2 separate regions of the Oryctolagus cuniculus genome follow, and region 1 is linked to region 2. A link is a contact called in public Micro-C data. All regions are on one chromosome and are shown on one strand. The core of a region is the stretch at or near the end of the contact, and the rest is flanking DNA. Distances in the headings are between cores, read along the strand shown. Region 1 holds the start of MAPK14 (mitogen-activated protein kinase 14). Region 2 holds the start of BRPF3 (bromodomain and PHD finger containing 3).

What was found. Hi-C and Micro-C count contacts between places; a contact is called where the count stands out from the background.
Region 1: a contact with region 2 is called in a Micro-C map of ear pinna, with 5 times the contacts expected there. The contact joins the promoter of MAPK14 here to the promoter of BRPF3 in region 2. A contact is called at or near these places in 3 of 6 Hi-C or Micro-C datasets (ear pinna, psoas muscle and an unstated tissue).

What each region holds. Positions count from the first base shown.
Region 1 is chr5:133,479,552-133,483,672 of mOryCun1.1, forward strand. MAPK14 (mitogen-activated protein kinase 14) reads right to left here and starts at 2,221. Exons shown (of 12, transcript XM_002714646.5): 1 at 1,743-2,221. The coding sequence starts at 1,858. It overlaps SLC26A8 (solute carrier family 26 member 8), which reads left to right and starts at 2,381. Exons shown (of 21, transcript XM_051855725.2): 1 at 2,381-3,381. It also overlaps the pseudogene LOC127493149.
Region 2 is chr5:133,294,186-133,298,781 of mOryCun1.1, forward strand. It overlaps BRPF3 (bromodomain and PHD finger containing 3), which reads right to left and starts at 2,559. Exons shown (of 13, transcript XM_070074150.1): 1 at 2,310-2,559. It also overlaps LOC127493201.

The DNA.
Region 1 (4,121 bases), core at 971-3,470, 190 kb after region 2:
GAGTCTCCTCTGGATCTCCCACCTGGGTGCAGGGGCCCAAGGACTTGGGCCATCTTCCATTGCTTTCCCAGGCCACAGTAGAGAGCTGGATCAGAAGTGGAGCCACCAGGACTCAAGTCTGCGCACATGTGGGATAACAGCACCACAGCGCTGGCCACAGAGTCCTTAAATTTTAAAGGAGCAATTATCTAAATACACCTCTGAAAATTAGCAAATCAATAACTAGTATATATACTAACTAAAAAAGCTTCAAATTCCTTGAAAAGGTTAACTGCCACAGCGTAAAAGTGGGAGAAAGATGTCAGCCACGGTGACACCTGCAGCATTACTCAAGCGGCTTGAACTAGAAAATGCAATACGATCTGTTGCTGGACACAATTGCACAATCTCAATTACCCAGAAGATTCTACCAAACAGGAAATTCATGATGTGATTTTAAGAAACACGGGAATCATATTTAAAGATGAACAAATCCAAAAGCCTGGAATTTGTTCCGAACAAAACAAAACAAAAAAAGCATTTTCCTAGCTCCTTTTCCACCCATGCATGCCCAGGAATTGATAAAACAGGAAAAAGCTTACTATGAAGCCGGACACTTAGTTTCAGATCAGGAGCTCTCAAAAGATACTAAGTATAAAATACAGTGTCTAAGGCCTTGGAAGTTAGAGAAGTCAGTGAAATACTTCAGGTCTGGAAATGTCCTGGTGTCAACTTAAATACAGGCACCTTGTAAAGGACAGCTGGCCGGTGTCTAACTTTCTTCTCCTGGAAGTTCCCGATCCTAACGAAAACCAAGTGTATCTCAGGCCATAGCCACAGATAAGGTCTCTGCACACTCTCCAAGGGGCCTTAAAAATACACGATTCACAGGAATTATCTCAACTTTCAAATATTCACAGTAGCTCCCTGCACCGTGAGCGACTTTTGGGTTTCGAGGGCACGCGGCGGAGGGATCCGAGGCTCCCCTGCTCCCCGTGAGAACCCTGCTTCGTCAAACAATACTTTAAATGAGCAGTGGTATGTGACTAATCAGCCAGGCCGCCAGTTTCTCAAGCGGCAGCCACCACCGCCGCCCTCCACGGAAAGGAAACACGCTCTCGACCGAATCGGAAACACACCACTCAAGCTGGCACAGGGCTCGCCGAGATAAAGCCGATATTTTAAGCCCTATGGGTCGCTGCGAATTCAAAAAGAACGCTTCTCCAGACGGGATTTCCACAGAGGTTTGCAAAAAAGAAGGAAAGAAAGAAAAGCCTGGAGGGGGCTACCTTCGTCGTCAGTTTTGTTCAGACCACCCGATCTCCCAACCGGGTTCTGCTTTCTCCCGCAGCTCCCCGGGTCGTCCGCGCCCCCGGGACGGGTGCACCCCCGGGAGAGGGTCCTTCTGCAAAGTGTTCGTAGGGACCCCCCTCCCCAGCTCCCCGCAGAACAGCCGCCCCTCCCCCAGGGCCTGCCCCCCGGGGGGGAGCAGCGCTCAGCGAAACGAAAGCGCAGGGCGTGCGCCAGGAGCGAGCTCCAGCCAGCACCACCACCTACCGCCCACAGCGGACCTGCGCCTGCACGCAATGGACCACCGCCCTGGGCGTGCAGGCTGCGGGATGCAGGGGGTGCAGGGACAGCCATGCTCTCCCTCGGGGGAAATTCCTGCCGCTGGGCGCATAGCGGAGCCGCGGGGGCAGGCCTGGCCCTCGGGCACCAGGGGCCACCCTACCCACCGCGGCCCCGGGCCTAGCAACACTCACCACACGGAGCCATAGGCGCCAGAGCCCACCGGGGACAGATTCTGGTAACGCTCGGGCACCTCCCAGATTGTCTTGTTCAGCTCCTGCCGATAGAACGTGGGCCTCTCCTGAGACATTTTCCAGCGACGGCCGCGGGGCGAGGAGGTGGCCCTGAGGTGCCCCCGCCTGCACCCACGCCCGCTCCCCGGCCCTCGTCGCCCGCCCAGGCGGGCGGGGACCTCGCGCTGGCCGCCGCGCAGGTGCGGCTGCTGAGACCCCCGCAGACACCCGCGCGTGCGGCCCCTGTCAGCTGCAGCTGCTGGACGCGCCTCAGGGACCGAGGCGAGCCCGGCAAAGGGCAGGAGCGCGCTCCGAGGCTGAGGGCTGCGCCCGCCGGGGTCTCCCTGCACCCTCTCCCGGGCCGGGCCGACGGCGGGCCGTGCCGCTGGACTCCCGCTCCAGTTGCAGCGCCAGCTGAGGCTCCAGTGGTCGCAGTTCCAGAGCCAGCGAACAGGAGCCGCCTGCCGTCCTCTCGCGAGATCAGCTCCCGGGACTCTCCGCGAGCCGAGATTTTACCCAATATGGAACCTCCCCGCGGGAGGGGGTTCGGGAGGAGAGAGCGCCGGAGGAGCAGTTCTCGCGAGAAGAGAGCAACAGCTGGAGCCCAGAGGCAGGAACTCCCGGGGACTGTTCTTCGGGGCGCCGAGGCGGACGGCTAAGGCGGGGATGCTCGCGCACCACAGGCCGCGCGCGCCCCACTGTGGTTGGTGGGGCTGTAGTGCCTGACCACTGCGGAGAGCGACGGGGACGAGTAAGCGTGTCGGGAAAAGAGCCAACAGATCTTGGAACTGCGGCCGAGCACCTGCTCGGTGGAACTCCGCCGTTTCCAAGAAATACCGGCGTCAAAAACTGGTTCCAGTCAGAAGGCCGTCGCATTCCCGTGTGCTCATGGACAGATGGCTAACCCTCCGGGACGCTGACGAAATCGGCCCCAAAGACAAATATTAGCCCCGCTGGAAGCCGAGACTTTGCACCCGAACGGGTGCAAAGGTCGCCCCGGGACCCTCAGGGGCCTCTGCGGGGGTCGGGGCCGTACAGGTGGCTCTGATGTGTCTTAAAAGCCGTGGCCCCGAAGCTTATAAACCGACTTCGGCCCCAAGAGCAGTCCTGAGAAGAGGACTTGGAGATTTTAAGTGGGGGCTCTCCCAGGAAGGCGGAGGAGCAGGGAGTGCGCTTGTGGCAATGTCGCTTTTAGGCAAGCCGGTAGGCCCTGCTCAGTTGCAAGAGAACTCCGGTCCTCCGTTCCCACCTCATAGGGACAAGAAAATACCCGCGAGTGGGCAAGTGTTGTAACCCCAGGCCCATACCTACTGGTGCTGGCCCGGCCCGTGCTAACGCCTGCTACCCTGAGCGCAAGGATGGGAGTCTATCTTGTCCTCCGATCCTTTGAGGGCCACCCCAGGACAGGGGCCGAGGGCTCCCACGGCCGTGTTCTCCTTCCTCGCCCCCGCTCTCGTTGCCCGCCCGCCCCGAACGCCCGCGGGTTCGGCCGCAACGGCTCGGGAACCGCCGGCGTCCGGGTCGGCAGCGCTGCCAGCCAGGCCAGAGCCCTGGGAGACCCGAGCCGCCCGCCGCACTCCCGCCTCGGGCGGGGAAACAGGTGAGCTGCTGCCAGGGCCGCCCGGGAGGCGGGGCTGCAGGCAGAGAGTCGCGGGTCGCGGGCCGGGCTGGGTCCGCCGCCCGCAGCGGGGTCCCGCACGTCGCGGGCGCTCGCTCGGTCAATATTGGTAGAGTGAGTGGCTGACGACGGTGCCTGGAAGCTTATCTCCCGCCTCTGCTTTGAACGGCCGCGTGGAACGGCACCGGCAAGAGGCAGTTCGTGCCCTTTGCAAGCGGACTCCTTCCAGACGCCCTGGAGTTGGCTCGCCCGCCCCGTCGGTCTCGTCACTTTATGCTCCCTGACTGAACCCCTTCCCGATCCCTTGGCTCCTCCTCTTCCCATCCAATCCTGTTTATGCACGGGCGTCCCCCGGCGAAGAGGCGAAGACTGCTGCAACACCCCGGTCCCCATTCTGAGTCAGGCCAGCGCCAGCCCCACTCTTGCTTTGTTGGATGGAGGGCAGTCACGCCCAGCCGCTAGACAGTGGCCGAAGGAACTTGGAAATGATGCTCTTTGCTGCCGGCGCCGCGGCTCATCACGCTAATCCTCCACCTATGGTGCCGGTACCCCGGGTTCTAGTCCCGGTTGGGGCGACGGATTCTGTCCCGGTTGCCCCTCTTCCAGTCCAGCTCTCTGCTGTGGCCCGGGAGGGTAGTGGAGGATGGCCCAAGTCCATGGGCCCTACACCCGCATGGGAGACCAGGAGGAAGCTCCTGGCTCCTGGCTTCGGATCAGAGCAG
Region 2 (4,596 bases), core at 1,309-3,808:
GGGGAACTTCACTGGCCTTAAGGCCAAGGTGATTGGCCCAGTAGCCAAGATAAACTCTCAGTGCAGTTATCTCAGAAGTCCTTCTTTCCTTGGGGCCGGCGTTGTGGTGTAGCAGGTAAAGCCACCACCTGCAGTGCTGGCATCCCATATGGGTGCTGGTTCAAGACCCAGCTGTTCTACTTCCAATCCAGCTCTCTGCTATGGCCTGGGAAAGCAGTGGAAAATGGCCCAAGTCCTTGGGCCCCCGCACCCACATGGGGAGACCGGAAGAAGCTCTGGCTCCTGGCTTCGGATCAGCGCAGCTCTGGCCATTGCAGCCAATTGAGGAGTCAACCAGCGGATGGAAGACCTCTCCCTCTCTCTCTGCCTCTCTGTGTAACTCTCACTTTCAAATAAATAAATAAATCTTTAAAAAAAAAAAAAAAACCTTCTTTCCCAAAACACTTAAATCCAATCTACTCTTGGGCAGCAAAATGCCCACATCATTCTCTGGATGGAGGGAACTACAAGAAGCTCATACAGCGCTGAGGTAGGTTCTCCCCAAAGACATCACCACCAAGAAACACCTCTGGGAAGGTCCACAGAGTGGACAGGGATTTGGAAGGGCATGGACAGGGGACGATTTCAAAGGGAAAAACAGACTTGTCACCTTGGTTGCAGGCTCTACCACCTTCATCTGTAATGTACAAGGTGATAATTTTGCATACTTTTACAAACTACAGATATATTTTCCTTTAGTATTTCTCACCACTACTTTGAGGAATAGTAGTAAACAAAGTATGTTCTCCGTTTGTTACAAAGAAACAGAAGCTCACAAAGATGTGACTTAACCCAAGCTAGAAAGTGACAGAGCTTCTCAACTCTTCTCACTGGGAGGTAAGAATATCACAAAGACGCCATCATCTAGAGGCTCTGAGGACCACCTAGGTTCTAACCTTGGCCCTGTGTGACTCAGGGAAAGCCACTTAACCTCTCTGTACCTCCACTCTCCACCAGTCAAATGAGGGCAGTAAAATCTACCTCTTCAGGGTTGCCATTTGTTAATAAGGTGTTATTAACATCCTCCTTTCAAAGGCCTCCCAAACTCCCAGTGTGACTGAAACAAACAAACAAACAACACAATTTGGCCGAGGACAGGCAGGCAGGCAGGCAGGCATCCACTCCACTCGGAGCCAAAGGAAACAGAATCAGCCCAGCAGTTCTGTCCGGGTTCCAGAGGCGCCTGGCCTCCAGATTCCTTACGGACGCCAAGTCCTCCAGGCAGCCTGGGCCAAGAGACCTGTTTTATTCCCCAGCCCGCCAAACGCAAGCAGCTCCGAGCAGAGGTGAGAACATCCAACTTACAAGTCTCCGGAGACCGGAGGGGCCCCTGCCTTCAATTAAGCCACCCAACGGTCCGCCCCACCGCTCCCTCCTCGGCAGCCCCCCGCCCCGCCCCAGCTCTCCGGACCAAGCCTCAGGACCCCGCGGAGCACACACCCGGAGGGAGGGGGCTGACGCCGGGGAGACCGACACGTTTCGCCCACATGGAGCTTACAGTCTAGATGAGGGTTTTTTTTGGCGGGAGTTTCTCAACCTACATAGTCCTTCGAACATACACACCTCCTCCAGAAATATTTCCAACACCTCTCTAGAGATTTTTTTCGGTCCCCTCAGGGCCCCCACTTGCCCATCCCCCCTCCCTGGGTCTCCCAAGAACAGGGAGTTTCTGCAATCAGACTGTGCCCCCTGCACTCCACACAACCCCCAGTCAAGGATTCTCCCGCCCATTTAAGGGGCACCTCTTCCAGAAGAATTTTGGGCCCTCAAAGAGGAAACAGGAGAAATAACATCTCCTCAGACCGGAGGAGAGCGCAGTAGACAGACACGGAATCGGACCCTCAGACAGAGAAAGCGAGCGCCAGCGAACCAGCGAGGCAGAGAGCCGAGTGCCCATTGGCCGCCTGACTTGCTCGTCAGGGGGAACTGGGGAACCAAGGGCCAACCAAGGGGCGGGACTCTCCGCTAGTCTGGCCAATTGGAGAACGTGGCGGGGGCGGGGCTTGGCAGCTCGACTTCCAGAGGCGGGGGGGAGACAAGATGGCGGCTGCGGGAGGGGGTCCTTGCTTTTCAGCTCCCCCCCTCACCCGCCTTCTCCTTCCCTGCCGCCGCCCTCGCTCCAGAGGAGAGCTTTCGCGCCGCCTCCGCCCCGCTCAGGGAGCCTCCCGCTTCCCCAGTCGTCCCCCTCCCTGCCCCGCGCAGTCCTTGGTCCCCGTAGGCCCCGCTGCCCGCTCCTTGGCTCTGTCTGGTCCCGCTGCCGCCCCCATTACCTCAGCCGCCGGCCCGACCCCACACCGTTCGGGGCGCCTGGGCTCGGGAGGGCCGGCCGCCGAGCAGATCGGCGCGGCCCGGGGAGCGGAGCGCGGCCTCCTCCCGCGCCGATCTCTGCGGCCTCTGCCGTGCCCCCTCCCGGCCCGCGGTGGGGCCCCGGCTCGGCTGCCGCCGCCGCCGCCGCTCCCGGGGGAGGAGGGGGAATGGAGCCGCCGCCGCCGCCGCCGCCGCCGCTGCCGCCACGGAGCCCGGCCGAGGGGAGGGAGGGATCAGCCCCCAGGCAGGATCCGCCCCTCCGGCCTCCCCCCCGCCACCTCCACCCCTTCCCTCGCTCCCTCCCTGGCTCCGCGGGTTCTCCCGCTGAACAGGAGCGAGAGCGCGAAAGGGGGGAAACGGGAGAAAAATCCCCCCGCCCGTCCCCGGCGCGGCGGCGGCCGGGGCGGCGCGGAGAGGAGCGCGGAGCCGCCGCTGCTGCCGCCGCCGCCGCCGCCGCCGCCACGGGGCACCGTCCCTGGCTCGGCCTCACGGTGGCGGTACGGACGCGGCAGGGGCACCGAGCAGAAACCGGGTCTGCGCCCGCCGCGGCCCCGGCTCACCCCGTCCATGCCAGCCGCCCCGCGCGCCTGACGAGAGCGTGGAGGGAAGGGGGGACCCCTAACTCTTTAGAATGGCCAGTCGCCCCTTCCCGGGTCTCCGCGGGCGAGGCAGCTAAGGTTGGGGTGACAAACTCCCGCCCCAAGCTGGAGGGCACCACCGAAGATTAAGCCAGGGCAGCCTTTGAAGTCCAAAGCGGGTCCGTGGTTTCCTGGGATGCAGGTGCCTGCGTGACTCCCAGAAGGTACCCCCGCCCCTGTCCAGGTCCCGAGGACAAAGGTCTGGCGCTGTCCAGCCCCTCCCCCAGGGAGGCCAGCCGGGAAAGCCCTGCCTCTGTTGTGTCCAGGTGAGCGCCTGGCTCCGCACCAGACATCCGCTAAGAAACGGACCTTAGTCGTGTGCCACCCTTTCCCTTCTGTATTTAAGGAGAGTAAACAGAAAAGTTTGACAGTCGATTTTTAAGGACGTCTGGTAACTCGTTCGTCAATGTAAGCACGGGAAACACTTTCTCCTAAAACCTGATTTGGCTAGGAGTCGGTTAATGTAATACTCCGGACGGCTGTCGACAAGATGCTTGGCAAATGGCAGCTCAGACTTGCAAAAGTAATCGAACTGGCTTCGGTTTTAATTAAAAAAAAAAAAAAATGGGTAAAGGACTTCTTTGCCACCTGCCCTCCCGCCCCTTAGCCTATGAATTGCAAGGCTTACCTCCTGAGACTTAAGCACCTCTTGGAGTGATGTTTATAAAGGACGCCTGGCTAGGCTGCCTCTACATGAGAAGCGGGATGACTTCTGAAAGGTCTCCCGTGCCTGCGCCGCTGGCGTGGCTGGGGAGACCGGGCTGGGTTCTGATGATCAAGGACTTGCATTCTAGGGACAGGACGGTGAAGGAGAAAGTCTTGAGGTCCAAGTCTTGGAAATGTTTACAATGAATGTACTGCTGCTGTTGAAAGATAGGTGTTCATTATCCTAAGGGGTTTAAACATAGAGTTTTCAAGTTTGATTGCGCTAGATTATGGAAGCTAATTTGCGTTGCAAAGGTAGTTTCTGAGTCGATGGTAGCATCATCTGGCAAAGAGCGGTGCAAAAACACTGGAGTTCACCAAGTTTTACAAAGAAAGGAGTGGCATGGGAAGCTAAGCCAGGGCAGGGCAATGTTTTGAAAGCTGTGAAGATGAAATAGTACGAATTACTGTCAAGTGTTCCAAAGCTAGGGGGAATAGGCATTTGGAAGGAAGATGTGGAAGAAAAGATGATTAATTGTAGAAGGGAAAGCCCCAGAGATGAAAGAATATTGCAGTTACTTTTAGTTAAGAATTAAAAAAACATAATAAGACCAGCAGAAGCAAGACTTTGATTTTTTTGTTCTTTTAAAACATGAAATATTACTCTTTATGCAAATGACTAGTACCTTTTATTTCTTGATAGGTGTTGTCAAAATTTATTTAACACCATTCCCACTTATGTGATCGGGAGCTATCTTTTTCCACTAAAATAAGTGAATAAATATCTGGAGAGAACGCGCTGACTTACACTTAGAAGTAAAATAATGGTTTAAATACTGTTGAAAATGCATTAAGCCATCCTAATGCATGAGATCTCTGGGTTTTTCTGCCTAGAGCTTTCATATTAAAACTGTGTCCAGCCTACATGTTTCTCTTCCATTTTCAGCTGTTACTTTTTTTGGGGGGG